Linked DNA regions of Anser cygnoides: region 1 is linked to region 2. The links are chromatin contacts, called in public Hi-C maps. All regions are on one chromosome and are shown on one strand. Each heading gives the region's core, a stretch centred on a gene start, on an enhancer-like site or on the middle of the called end of the contact. The rest is flanking DNA. Distances are from core to core; before and after follow the strand shown.

Region 1 (2,700 bases), core at 193-2,692, 110 kb after region 2:
AATGCGATGCAAAAGAATTTAGCAGTAAGCTTAGATTTAAAACCCTAAGTGCCATTCTACAGTGCAGGTAGTATTTCAAAGCTAGTGACAGAAAAGACCGATGTCAAAAGGGCTGATAAATCCAGCTCTTTCACAAGAAGCTGACATAGTAAATAGCATAAAAAAAAAGAAAACCACGTTCACCTAGCACGTTGTCTTCCTGCTAAAGACTAAAGCTGCAAAAAGGAGAACTTTGAGCATTTTCTGACAAAGTTCCTACCCAAGAAAAAGAAAGCAAAAGAAAACCCATAACATTTTTATCTCCTATCCTATTAAATCTTCCATAGATTTCAGCACGGCCAGAATTTTACCTCAAAAACACCCAAGAGCTAAAGAAACTAAAGAACATTTGATCTTTACCTCTGGTTAGCTTTAGTGAGCTTTATATTCGAATTTGTAAACGCACAGTAGAAAACATTCTCAGCTGCCCCTCAGCCTTACCATCAGGGCTGAGAGCACTGTCCATCCCTGAAGTTATTTATAACTCTGCTAAGCTTTAAACATTGATCTGAATTTTTTCATGCTGAGTCATGCTGCCTTAAGTCTTAATTGTTAAAGTATTTTAATTTCAGCCAGCTGGCTCATGAAGGAGGACAAAGAAAAATATCTCATTTGGCTCTTGTTAAAAAGAAAGACTTTTTAAAGGAAAGCTTTCAAAGACTGATGCTTCCAAGAAAGGGTCCGGGGTAGTTTTTGGATAAGGAAAACACCTTTTGTGTAATCCTCAGGATAATTTCCGAATTTGGCTAGCACATCTTTGAAAAGATACAGGTTGCTCATATTCTTTAAAATGTAAGCAAGAGTCTCGCAGCTGTGGTCTCAAGAGGGCCCGGTGTGACAGAGCATCCCTTCCTCCCTGCACCAGGAGGAAGTGCCAGAGGAGGAACAGGCACCACCACCGAGGGCAAAGCGGTCACAGAAAGAAAGCAGAAATCCCAACTGTGGCTTCCTCCTGCAGTCGTCAGAACAAACTCTCCTCAGAGCATGTAATTTTGCACATATACACAGTGGGGCTTATCAAAGAAAGAAGAGGGGATAAGAGGAGAGGAGGAGTGTTTCTGACGCTGGAGTTCCAAATCCTGGTTAAACAATAATCCCAGATTTGTTAAGCGTGGGAAGAGTGCCATACACTTTATCAGGGTGCTACACTTTAGTGAGCGTCTATCAAGAGTGATCACATTGTGCTTTGCAGTTTTTCTTAGGGTTCACAGCATATGAGAAACACTACATACGTGCCAACTGCTGCAACAGTAGAGGCACAGGCACTGGCTCACCATGCAGAGGACTAGAGAAGGACGGCAAGGAGAGAGCAGTAAGCTCACCCATCTTCAACACTCACTCCTCTGCCTCTCTAGTAGGTTCACATCTAGACTTGATGCGCACGAAAAAGCAAACTACTATCATGTTCCCTGTAACAGAAAACACAAAGCAGGATGAAGGTAAACAGCAAATGGAACAGGAGCTAGAACAGTGCCATAAAGCTGACCGTGTGAAAGCCACGCGGTTTCTTTTTAATATTTTGTGTATCATACCCATTTTCACCAAAAACACGAAGCAAAGAAGGCTACATCCCCATTATGACAACTTACTGCATCAGCACAGGTAAATATTAATGCCATCAGGAAACGCTTAAATAAAAATATTCAGTATTGAAAGTGAAAAAATTGAACATTTGACATTGAAAAAGGAGCGGTTTAAGCATGTGGTATATCATAATGTAAAGCATAGCTAAAGAACAAGGAATAATAAAGAAAACTTGATTAATGAAATTCTCTGAAAGATAATTAAGATGGTCTTAAATTAGGTATTTCCTGACAAACCAGGCATTTTCATCTGAACTGTCTAGGGATACTATGAAGACAAATTCTTTCCATTTATTGTGAAATTAAAGAACAAAATCTGTATTTTTCCCAAGCTCATTAAACATGATCTTGAAACAACTGTTCAACCTTCAGAGAAAAATTCTACATAAAAAATTTCCTGCAATTCTTTTCTTACTTTCAAAGTAATTTTTCTACTGATTTTAGGTAAAAACTAACTACAAACACTAGAAAAAAAGCCAAGAAAGCAACATGATGCAGCATAAAAGTCCTGCACAAAATAATTAAACTGCATACAACTGTCAAAACATCCAATCATCCAAAACATGAGAAATTTTCTCCTATCAAGTAGCTACAAAATAAGATCGTTATGAATTTCCCTGATCTTTTCTGGCTCCATAAAATTTGAAATAATTATTCTAAACTTCAAAATAGCTCATTTTTGTGAGAGCACTTTCACTTTCCGGATGGCAGTCATGTGGTCATCGTTCCTTCGAGTTGTTTTTCGTTTCTAAACATATGCTTTGATCCTCTTGGTCTTGCTGGTAGAGCAGCCGCCTCACACGCACAGTCGCTCTTTGAAGCCTCCCGGCAGTGCCAAGAAAGAAGCAGGCTGTAGCAGTAGGCTCCGTATTCTCCGGTTATGCAACAGATTACATCATGATCAACAAAACTGGATGACTCCAGCAGGGAGCAGAAACGAAGAATTCGAGAGCAAGTTTTGCTTTACGTTTTTGAGGGAAGGATTGCTGTTTGGTCAGTTTGAAAGGAGGCAAACATCACCTGGAAGTAAGAGCCGCTCACATCAGAGATTATTCTTCAGTGAAAAGCCCTGTAATAA
Region 2 (2,700 bases), core at 153-2,652:
AGGGCCAACCGAGGTATGGTTTATCAGGACAAACATTCTTGTTTTTTCTATTTCAGTTCAGGAACAGCAAAATTGCTCAGATATATCCTATCCATCCTGGGGGTCAGAACTTTCTGACAAAATTAAATGAGGGCGATAGCTAGGCTCCGGAACAACAGCTTTAGGGTTGGCTTACACAGGACAGTGTAGTAACATGTATGAGCACTGAATTAACTTGGATTTACCTATCCTTATTAGCATGAAATTTTCCTAGACTAATACAATCGTGTTTCTGACACCCAGAAAGTTAGTGTGGGTATCTGACCAATCATAACTGCATCAGCATGGACACAGCCTTGGATGTTATGCTGCACAAACAGGATGATTCACCAATTTCAGTGATCAGTGGACACTCTGCATAGGAAAATCAGGCACAAACTACAAGGGAAGGGAAAATAAATCTATTAAGAACTAGTTCTGTGCACCTGCGGAATTGCCACGATTTCAAGTAAGGTAAGCTGCAAACAGCAGCTTTATCTGTCTAGACTAAAGGTTTAGACTGGCTTGCAATCAACAGCTTCAAATAAGGCAAATCTCCAGGACAGGAAGATGAAAAACGAAGGAGGAAAAAATCAGTACAAGAAAATTCCTTTAAAGATATGGCATATCTTCACAGAACCCCAGCACGGCTGAGGCTGTCAGGTCCCTCTGGAGGCCCCCTGCCCCAGCCCCCTGCCCCAGCAGGGCCACCCAGAGCAGGGTGCCCAGCACCACGTCCAGGCGGCTTCTGAAGGTCTCCATGAGGAGACCCCACGGCCTCTCTGGGCAGCCTGTGCCAGTGCTCGGCCACCCGCACAGCACACAAGTGCGGCCCGGTGCTCAGAGCTGTGCCCGCTGCCTCTTGTCCTGCCACTGGGCACCACTGCAAGGAGCCTGGCTCCATCCTCATTGCACCTTCCCCTTGGATATTTACAGACATTACAGATCCCCCAGAGCCTCCTCTTCTCCAGGCTGAGGAGCTCTCAGCCTCTCCTCACAGAAGAGGTGATCCAGGATCATCTTCATGACTAATGGATTCTCTCTCCAGTGTGTCCACATCTCTCCTGTGCTGGGGAGCCCTAAAAGACACTTCCCAAATGACAGTACATCAGTCTGAAAGTTGTAGACTTCACTAAATCCCAAATAGTAAAGAGCGAAAACTTACTTGAGATTTACTCAGAGATATGAAGCTTTATTTTTGTTTGTTTTAAGGGGTCTATACTACTGTCAGACCCACCAAAAAAAAAAAACAAAAAACACAACAAACAACAAAAAAAACAGCACTGAAGTCACTAACCAATAAAAACTTTGATGCATACCAGAGACAGAATTATACATCTTTCTCACACGATTTATAGCTGCCTTCTAGAAAAGGCTTGAAAACTACTAAAATGGAAAGTTTATTAAATTGTTTACTTCTCAAATACATTCTGAAGCAAAAATAAACGCATTGCCAGCTGGTGTTCCTGCGCTCTCTGCAAAGAATCAGTGTTCGACACTTATCTCATAGGACCCAAAATTCTTCTTTCTGGCTGTTTTTCCCCTCTGTTGTCAGTTTTTTTCCTAACATTTCCTCTTTAAAAAAGCTAGATCAATAAATAAATTCTTGACATAGCTGTTTGCATAACATCATGAACATTGTGGGAGAACACAACACGATCCTTAACCTCCCCCTCACTGCCAAGGGCAGCTTGGGCTTGGAGCGATGCCACGACAGGGAACAAACCATGGCAGGGCACTGCCCCGCCGTGTCCCAGACCTGAAGCCCCAGGTGCCCATCCTCTTTGAAAGGAAAAATACCCTTACCCTTTAAAAGCTGTATCTTTTGAAACTTGAAAGAAGTGAGGGAAATAGGGGAAAGAAGGCATATGCCAGACTCCTCTTTTCTATCCAGAAGGAAGTAACTTGATAAATGATTGCTAAAACCAACATTTTAATGAAACCAAAGACAGAATATCAACTTTCAAACTACTCCTTTGCCTGAAATTCTAACAGCACAAAAATTGCCAACCTATGCTGGGGAAAAATAACAGCAAGGATATGTTAGACTTGTTCTGACTTACCAGTAAGTTATTTATAACACCCTTCAAAATTTTGGAAGGTTATATTATGGAGTCCAAGTTGTATTGTCTATTGTTTTACAGCCAGGTGCAGGAAACTAAAGCAGAGCCAGCATGCTTGCTGGAAAAAACAAAACAAGGCAAAAAAAAAACAAAAAACCCTCTGGATTGCAGAAGTTGCTTTTTTTGCATTCTTAAGTCAGTGCTATGCGCTTGGGTACTTTTCTCACATAGTTTAGCAAATGTAGGTATCCCGTGAACTAACCATAAGTGGAGACACCCCATCATTTTTCTTAGGCGTATTCTATAAATGCCAGAGACCATCTTTGAAGAGAAACTCCAAATTTACCTTCAAATTGTTTTGTCTTGCTAGCTGAGTTCATGTTGAAGATGGATATAATTTAAAGCAGTTTCGCTGTTTGACTAAGGATTGGGCAAGTCAAGTTTTCTGCAGTAGTCTCGTCTCTGCACTTCAAACCAGAGACAAGAAGTCTTCTTGCTTTTCTGAACAGAAAAATAATAGAAAATGATTTGGTCTGTTCTTTATTCTTCCTCAGTTCTTGCAGAACAGAACTAAAGTCACCCATTAAAGACTTGTCTCATCTACTAGACAGAGCATTCC

What was found. Hi-C and Micro-C count contacts between places; a contact is called where the count stands out from the background.
Region 1: a contact with region 2 is called in a Hi-C map of liver, with 4 times the contacts expected there. The contact joins two enhancer-like sites. A contact is called at or near these places in 2 of 7 Hi-C or Micro-C datasets (both in liver).

The regions. Positions count from the first base shown.
Region 1 is chr2:107,508,784-107,511,483 of Taihu_goose_T2T_genome, forward strand. The region is part of intron 1 of LDLRAD4 (low density lipoprotein receptor class A domain containing 4); the gene reads right to left. Among named protein-coding and RNA genes, the nearest start is that of LDLRAD4, 10 kb to the right of the region's middle. Within about 2 kb of position 1,443, at least 2 of the 3 cell types and tissues checked have open chromatin away from gene starts, as enhancers often do. A contact at or near this core is called in liver, where this site is marked.
Region 2 is chr2:107,396,534-107,399,233 of Taihu_goose_T2T_genome, forward strand. The region is part of intron 3 of LDLRAD4 (low density lipoprotein receptor class A domain containing 4); the gene reads right to left. LOC136790163 (a long non-coding RNA gene) reads right to left here. Exons shown (of 2, transcript XR_010829602.1): 1 at 1-2,700. Among named protein-coding and RNA genes, the nearest start is that of LDLRAD4, 120 kb to the right of the region's middle. Within about 2 kb of position 1,403, at least 2 of the 3 cell types and tissues checked have open chromatin away from gene starts, as enhancers often do. A contact at or near this core is called in liver, where this site is marked.